Linked DNA regions of Sus scrofa: regions 1 and 3 are each linked to region 2. The links are chromatin contacts, called in public HiChIP or PLAC-seq maps. All regions are on one chromosome and are shown on one strand. Each heading gives the region's core, a stretch centred on a gene start, on an enhancer-like site or on the middle of the called end of the contact. The rest is flanking DNA. Distances are from core to core; before and after follow the strand shown.

Evidence for each region. HiChIP or PLAC-seq counts read pairs in DNA pulled down with a chosen protein or histone mark.
Region 1: an H3K27ac HiChIP or PLAC-seq map of alveolar macrophages shows a contact between it and region 2. The contact joins two enhancer-like sites. A contact is called at or near these places in 2 of 2 datasets of contacts at active chromatin or transcription factors (alveolar macrophages and skeletal muscle).
Region 3: an H3K27ac HiChIP or PLAC-seq map of alveolar macrophages shows a contact between it and region 2. The contact joins two enhancer-like sites. A contact is called at or near these places in 2 of 47 Hi-C or Micro-C datasets (liver and psoas muscle) and 2 of 2 datasets of contacts at active chromatin or transcription factors (alveolar macrophages and skeletal muscle).

The regions. Positions count from the first base shown.
Region 1 is chr1:190,397,631-190,400,330 of Sscrofa11.1, forward strand. All of the region lies in intron 10 of PRKCH (protein kinase C eta type), which reads left to right. Among named protein-coding and RNA genes, the nearest start is that of PRKCH, 190 kb to the left of the region's middle. Within about 2 kb of position 1,326, at least 3 of the 83 cell types and tissues checked have an H3K27ac peak or open chromatin away from gene starts, as enhancers often do. A contact at or near this core is called in alveolar macrophages, where this site is marked.
Region 2 is chr1:190,530,820-190,533,519 of Sscrofa11.1, forward strand. No RefSeq gene overlaps it. Among named protein-coding and RNA genes, the nearest start is that of HIF1A, 93 kb to the right of the region's middle. Within about 2 kb of position 1,337, at least 2 of the 83 cell types and tissues checked have an H3K27ac peak or open chromatin away from gene starts, as enhancers often do. A contact at or near this core is called in alveolar macrophages, where this site is marked.
Region 3 is chr1:190,345,783-190,348,482 of Sscrofa11.1, forward strand. The region is part of intron 9 of PRKCH (protein kinase C eta type); the gene reads left to right. Among named protein-coding and RNA genes, the nearest start is that of PRKCH, 140 kb to the left of the region's middle. Within about 2 kb of position 1,274, at least 10 of the 83 cell types and tissues checked have an H3K27ac peak or open chromatin away from gene starts, as enhancers often do. A contact at or near this core is called in alveolar macrophages, where this site is marked.

The DNA of each region.
Region 1 (2,700 bases), core at 76-2,575, 130 kb before region 2:
GCAGATGGCAGAGGGGGCCCACCACTCAGAATCCCAGCCATTTATTAGGGGCCCAGGATGTGCAATGCATTTTCAGGTACCAGAGGGAACTCAAAAGTACAAAGATAGAAAAATGAAAAAAAAAAGATGCACCTCTCTTCCTGGAGATCACATTTTAGTTGGGAAAATAAGAATCATAAAGGAATGGCAGCCTGAGGCAGGATTTGGGAGATTGAACGCTCTGCCTGCCCCTTCCTTAGAATACCCATGCCCTTGGTTGGTTTCCTGCTGTAAAAGAAGATGAACATTGGTGCAGTGGCCCTGATGGAAATTCTTAAATGTAAGTGACGTACCTGGAGTTGACAGCTCATTTGTGAAAACACAGGGTAAAAATTATTACTCAGTTTGGACATGTCGAAAAGATACCTTCAGTAATCATGATGTGGTTTAAACAGTGAACAATTAGAAAAGGTGGCCTTGCAGGATCTGGCTTTTGTCACATCACTGATTGTGCGAGACCCATCTGCATAACTAGGTTAATGTCCTAAATAATTAGGCTGGGAGAGGGTAGAAAATGAAGGCCAGCTGTACCAGTGGTTTTACCTGCTTGCATTGTGACGTGCAGATCCCTTGTCAGTCCTCCAGCCACAGTGGTGGTATGGATAACAACACAATTGAGTGCCTCCCTTCTCCCCCTTCAGCTTACTCTGCTTCAGAGGGTAGGTCACCTATAGTGACCACCTGGCATTTGATGGGGCCAAGATGGAACTGGGCAGACCTCGACTTAAACCAACCTTATCTCGTTGTGCTGGGCGGGGCTGTTGATGGCAAACAGAGACTTTTGTTCCTGCCTCTCAGTGCTTCAGGATGTGGTCTCAGCGAGATGAAGGGGTTGGCTGAGGGGGCTTCATCAGTTCTTGAGGCAATTTTGCTCATTGCCAGTGTCAGGCTGGGGCACTGCGTGACTACCTGCTTTGGCTTCTTGCTCTCTTCCCTGCAGAGCCCATAAGCCAGAGTCATCATCTAATGATATAATAAACCTACTGCCCCAAACTCGAAAGCTACAATAGTTACTGAAATGTACAGAGTCCATGTGTCCTCTCCATTGGTCTTGATTTTCATAAAAATGCTAAGCAGTAGCCTATGCTGTAATCTATTTTGTTGTTGATGAGGATGTAATAGTTCATGCTCCCATAGCACTTCAGTGCATGGCAAGCACTGTTTTAAGCAATTCATATTTAAAAACTCATAATTCCCATGAGGTAGGAACTGTTGTTATCTGCATGTCATAATAAGGAAATAAACACAGTGGTTAAGTAACTGGCCCAAGATCACACAGCTCGTAAGGAACAGGGCCAAGACTCAAACCCAAGATGCTTGACTCCTGAGTCTGTGTCCTTAAGCTCACACTACACTACCTCTTGGGAACAGACAGAAGTTGGTTGAATGACCTCCCCAAGGTTACTTGGGGAAGGAGGGGGAAGCAGACTGAAGGAAGTATATGGGGGCTGTATTGCTCCATAAGGGCACAGTTGAGTATTTGCACGTGACCTCTATCTATCTATCTGTCATACTTGGCCACAAGTCCAGATTTGCTTTGTCTCCAGAATTGATCACTCTGGATTTGCTATGGGATAAGATCATCAGCACGGGCTATACAGTTCCTTAGGAAATGTAAAATATGCCCCACTTATTATTGCTGTATGAAACCTTATGTTTGCAGAAGGTCTCTGTGTGGATTTGTGTATGTTGTGGCATGGGTTATTTATGGAGTGAAATCCAGGGTAAAGTGACTGTTCAGACTAAGATCACTCACCTTGTGACCTTAACAGTGTTTTAACACAGAAACTGAGGTGCTGGAGAAATTTAACCAAACTGAAATAATCTTAATTGGATCAATATTAGTCCAGCATTTAGGCAAGAAGAATGTTAGTCTCCTGTCAAAATGTGTATTCATCTGCTACTTTTGCTTACCAGTTTGGTGATACTTTCTAAACTAAACATGAGACATAGGTGAAAAGTCATTTGCCTCCTGATATGTGAATTCTGTTGACTTAAGATCTTAGGAAGTTGTGATGATTCCTAATAAAGGTAATTTAGCAAATTACCTTTATTAGGAAGAATACTACTACATAAAATGGGGAAGGGTTTGCACAGTGTTTCCACATGTAAGTTCTTACATGTTTCAAGTGAACAACTACATGGCTGTCTTGAAAAAGCTGTGCTCTTTGGTTACTGGGATCAGACTGGGTTGGTGCTCAGGACGTAGCAGTGAATTCTCCCAAAGGGAATATTTTAGGGGAAAATACGATGCTCTAGCGCATTTTGCTCTGTCATGCATTGGAGGAAACGCTCTGTCCTGCTTTGGAGGAAATTGGTAAAGTTCCTTCTTGGAAAGGAACTCACATGTGTGTTGCTGTCCTGTGTCCAGCCTGTGACCAGTAGTCCAAAAATGACCTGTGGAATATTCCAGGCCTGTCCTTGGAGTTTGTCATTTGATTGGGGTGAACAAGGCTTTTTTATGCAAAACATAATTAGAAAATAGAGCAGTAGTGACTATAATCCAGAGTTAAGATATGAGGTTCCTGTTTAATTCTGAGGGCCTGGGAGTGATTCTGAACATCATTTGTCTTTGGGTTTTTCAGAGGCTTCCATTTAATGGTTCAGGTTGTTCTCTGATGGGGAGAGCAGGTAACCAGATATGACCTATTGATATGGCAA
Region 2 (2,700 bases), core at 87-2,586:
AGGGGAGTTAAATGTATAGGAGTCCCTGCTGTTACCTGACCTAGTTCTCTAGAAAACTCTGCGTAAAAGGGACACCACAGCCTTGCCAGGGAGTGAGTGTACAAAACACATGTGCAGTTGTAGGAGCAGCTTACCCAGGCCCTTGAGCCATTAAAGTTTCAGATATTTCTCAAGAGTGCCCCTCTCACTCTGGTTGACTCTGTGAAGGTCATTTAGGTCAGACGCCAGCAAGAGCCATCAGGAGAGGCAGGAAATGTGTATGGCTCTCTGGGCAGAGCAAGGGAGAGAAGCTTTTTGTAGCCAAGGAAGAAACACTGGTAATATGAGCAGGGCTGCATGTTTGCGTTTTCTTTTCTCTACCAAAAAAAAACTCTCAAACTGTGTTCTTTCTTACTTTCCTTTTTTATTATTGGAGTATAACTGACTTACAATATTAGATTGGTTTCAGCTGTGCAACATAGGGACTCGATCTTTTTATAGATTATATTCTAAATAAAGTTATTATAAAATATTGGCTATACCCCCTGTGCTGTAGAGCACATCCTTGTAACTTATTTATTTTATACTTAGTAATTTAATCCCTTTCCCCTCTCCTGCCCTTCCCCCATCTCTCTCCCTTCTGTAACCACTTTGTTTAACTGCATTCTGTAAAACAATCCAGGTTCCCTCCCACCTCCCACCAGGTGGAAATCCTAGCAAACCATGTTCTGACATTGACATCATAAAAATACGTTCAGTTAAAAAAGTACATTTCGTTTCCTAAAGATCTGCTATACTTTTTTTTTAATAGGAGACATAGCCATATGATTTAAAATTCAAAGGCACAAAAGGATGTGTAGTGAGAAATCTCCCTCCCACCCATGGTTTTCCGCTACCCAGCTCACTGCCTAGGGAAAACCAAGTTCTAGTTTCTTATATACCCTTCCAGACTTATTTTCAACATATTCAAATACATAGGTACACACATATATTCTTCTGCGAAAAATTTTACACAAAGGCTAGCATTCTACACACGCTGTTCTGCATCTGGATGTTTTTACTTAACAGTAAATCCTAAGGATATATTGTATCTGTACCTAAAGAGCTACTTCACTCCTTGTCATAGCTGCATTTCATTATACTCTATTGCATGAATAAAGCATATTTTATTTAACCAGTTCCCTGTAGATAGACAATTATTGTCCAGATTTGCCTGTACACACAATGCTGCAGTTAATATATTATTTTATACATTAGCAAATTTATATCAAGAATAAAGTCCTAGAAGGGGAAATACAAGATATAAGGAGATGAACATTTGCAATTATGACAAAAATTGCAAAATTTCCCCTTTTAGAGAGTGTACCAATTTAAAGCCCTCCTAGTAATGTTGAAATTGCCGGTTTTCTCACACATGTGCTAACGTATTGTGTTACCAACTTTAAGCTTTTTTACTATGAGAGTGAATACTAGTTGTCTCAGTATAGTTTTAATTTGTATTTTTCTTATTATGAGTAAGATTGAGAATCTTTTAATATTGAAGGGTAATTTGTATTTCTGTTCTGTAAGCTGTTTATACTCTCAGGCTTTTTACCTAGTATGTTATTGATCTTGTATGTTATTGATCTTTTATCATTGATTTATAAGAGCTTTCTATACAGTAGAGACACTAGCCATTTATCTATGATTTTAGTTGCATATATTTTCCCCAATTTGTTTTTCATCTCTTAAAGTGACTAATAGCATTCTAAAAATCCTTTTATTTTAGGGCTTCTGTGTTTTCTGTCAGGCTTTCCCAATCTAAGATTGTAAAAGAAATATCCTAGGGCTTTTTTTTTTTTTTTTACGAATTTATGGTTTGTTTTTTCCTTTTAAATATTTATCTGAAATTTATCCTGGTCTGAACTTCTAGGTTTGGATATATTTTTCTCCCAGGTGTCTAACCAGTTATTCCAACATTGTTTATTAAATGCTTTTATTCCAGTATCATTCATTAAATAATTTGTCTTTTCTGTATTAATTTGAAATACTGTCTTTATAATATCTACGTTTTCAAGGTATTCACATCGCAATTTATAATAAAACTTTTCGCTTGTAACATCTGTCCTCAAAATCTTTATAAATCTTATAATGATTTCATATCAGTCTCTTACTGGAAAATCCATTTTCATGATTTTCTTCCCTTTATTTCTCTCTCATTTTTCCTTTAAAATGCTATGCTTTGACTCTCCCAGACTTCAGGCAATATTACAAAGCTACAGTAATCAGGACAGTGTGGTACTGGTACCAAAACAGACATACAGGCCAATGGAACAGAATAGAGAACCCAGAAATAAACCCAGACACCTATGGTCAATTAATCTTTGACAAGTGAGACAAGAACATAAAATGGAAAAAAGACAGTCTTTTCAGCAAGAATTGCTGGGAAACCTGGATGGCTGCATGCAAATCAATGAAACTAGAACACACCCTCACACCATGCACAAAAATAAACTCCAAATGGCTGAAAGACTTAAATATAAGACAAGACACCATCAAACTCCTAGAATAGAACATAGGCAAAACATTCTCTGATATCAACCTTACAAATGTTTTCTCAGGTCCGTCTCCCAAAGCAAAAGAAAAAAAAGCAAAAATAAACCAATGGGACCTCATCAAACTGAAAAGCTTTTGCACAGCAAAGGAAACCAAAAAGAAAACAAAAAGACAACTTCCAGAATG
Region 3 (2,700 bases), core at 24-2,523, 190 kb before region 2:
CAAACTGAGGCAGGAAGACATCTAGCTTCCAAGTGGCAGAGGTTTTCAGGCTAGTCCATCTGAATACTGAGCCCAAGCTCTTCCCACCTGCTTGCTGTATTTCTAAATTCTCACTCCCAAACCACGTGAGAGAAAGCTTATTTCCCCCACCCTCCTATCGTGGCAGGCTACTTGTCATTTTGATGGTTGGAGAGGTTTTGAAAAAAAGTGTCTTTAGAGTTCTGATTGGCATTTCTCTGACAGTGAGTGATGCTGAGCTTTCACATATGTTTAAGGGCCATGTATGTTGACACAGTCACATGTGCAGCCTGGAGAATGGATGGAGCAGGGAAAGCTGGAAGCTGGGAACAGGGAGGAAGTGTGAAGAGGGACACATGGCATGTACTTCCAGGCAGTCCAAGTATATCCTGAGGAGCCGGGGCTTCAGCTAATAGCTTCTGGGGCACTCCTTCTTCCCGCCCCTCATGGTCTGGGCTCCTTGAGGCCATACCCTCCTCACCAGAGTCTTCAGTGGCTCCAGGAGCCCTGCTGCTCTGCCCTGGAATCTCTGCTTCCTATCCCCAAGTCCCATGATTCTTCAGAACTCCAGTTTTGTCCATCCTCCCCTGCTACCCGGAGTACCACCCAAACGCTACTTGCCATGCTCTGTACTCTGTTCCCCTAAAGCCTTTCCTCTGCCCTCACAAATTGTTTGCTCAGAGAATAGTGAGGTGGCGGCTCTGGGCTCAGGAACATGCTTAGAAAGAAGGAACACTGGTGGGTGGTACTGGGCTTCAAGCTCACCTCCCCAGTCCATGGGTCAGGCAGGGCCACACTCAGGTCATCTTCCCAGGGCTGCACCAAAAAACAGATGGTTTCCTATGACTTTGGTCAGACGATAGTAACTGGCTGATAACCTTTGAGTCAGACCTTGACTGACATGGCTGTTTCAAGTTACTGTAATGAACAAATAAAGAACTGTATCCTACTCAAGTCCAGGGGACTTTTACCTACTAAAGGAAGTCCTCGTGATGCTAGAACAGCAGACTGAGATCTTAAGAACAATTAGTGGAAAAGAAATTAACCTGGGACATATTGGAAAATCAGTGACTATAGCATATATATTGCAGAATTTTCAAGAGCAACCTGAAGTATATAATATCCCTCAATGTTAGTGTCCATGTGGGATTTCCACTGTTTCGCAGGTGAAGCCTTTAAACAACACTGGCCATTTTTCCCCCGTGACAGTTTTATGTATGGCCACAAGGTGGCAGTCATTACCGCAAGGTGATTTTTATTTCTTCTCCCGGGAGAGAAAGGAGCTGCCTTTGGAGTTTAAAATTTGTGCTTTGCACTAGAGGTCTCCAAAGCAAAGGATAAAAGGAATTTCCACTTGCCCTAAATCTAGATGATAAACCAAGTGCTGGGAACCAAAGGCATTTTTCTCCTGCTGAGATAGAGATATGTAATTTTCATTTTGCTGTAGTTGAAGTTTTCTCTTGGATTTGCGAGTATCAGGCTCCACTAGCAAGGATGGCCTTTGCTCTCTGCATCTGTCCATCTGTCAGAAATCCTCAGTCACTATCCTCATTTGCTATTGAAAAACTAACTCTCAAGAACAGCAAACATGAGTGATCATGAGAAATTACAGAGGGTAAGGTTCTACTTTTTAGCTCCTGGGTTTGACAGGCCCTGACCTCTGAAATGAGATGCTAATAAGCGTGTAATGCTGAACTGTGACAGTCTCCCGAGCAGAATTAGAGGTGAGCTGAGGGAGGTGTGGGGGTCACTCCCCAGCTGTCTGCAACGTTATCACTTCTTCGTGAAAATGCTTGTAGAAGCAGCCCTCCTCTTGCAGCCCAGCCCCCACATGGAGTGGGTGTCTTTCAGGCCAGAGAAAGGGAGCAACTTGCTGAGGGTCCCTCGGGCTGTGAGTGGTGGAGACAAGGTTCATCTCTGGGTCAGGCTGACTGTGGAGGCCGGCTCCATCCACTTGCCGTCTCCCGCAACACTTAGCTTGTTGATTGTCCATCTACTAAAGCTTGTTGATTGTCCATCTACTAAAGCACCTCCTATCTGCCCTGGCTCCCCTCCAACCCCCTGATAGGGAGACAGCTTATCCCTTGGAAATGGAAGACCTGATTCCTTCCAGCTCTGTTTTCTTCTGTCCTAATGGCTCGTGACTACCTTAAAATTCCTCTGAGCCTTCAGGTTCTATGGTTGAGATGAAAGCAGGATTGCGGTGAGGACCAGAGGCGAGAATGCAGATGTGGTGTTGTTGCACGTGCAGCACTGTTCAAAAGCTAGTATGGGCCGGGTGCTTTGATGACCGCCTCCTTCCCCACCCCAAAGACAGATGTCCCCAGGGGCCAGCACAGACCCCACCCAGACACACCCCACAAAATAGAGTTTGGGAGCTCCTTTTGTTCTTGGCCAAAACAAAAAGATAAGCAAATTTCAAACAACAGATAATTTATCAAGTTTGCTACATAGGATTTTGAGCCCATCAATTATTGCCCCTGATCTTTTCATGATAATACATGCAACCTGCAAGTATATCATGATGTTGGCATCCTCATAAATTTCTGAGAGCATTGCCGATCCTAATAGTTTGTAAATGATTTGATAGTCTGGATCATGACTTACAAAAATGCTTTCTAGCCTTGGATCTGTTGATTTTATTTCTGATAATCTAGCTGTAGAAAACAATGTAAAGAGTGA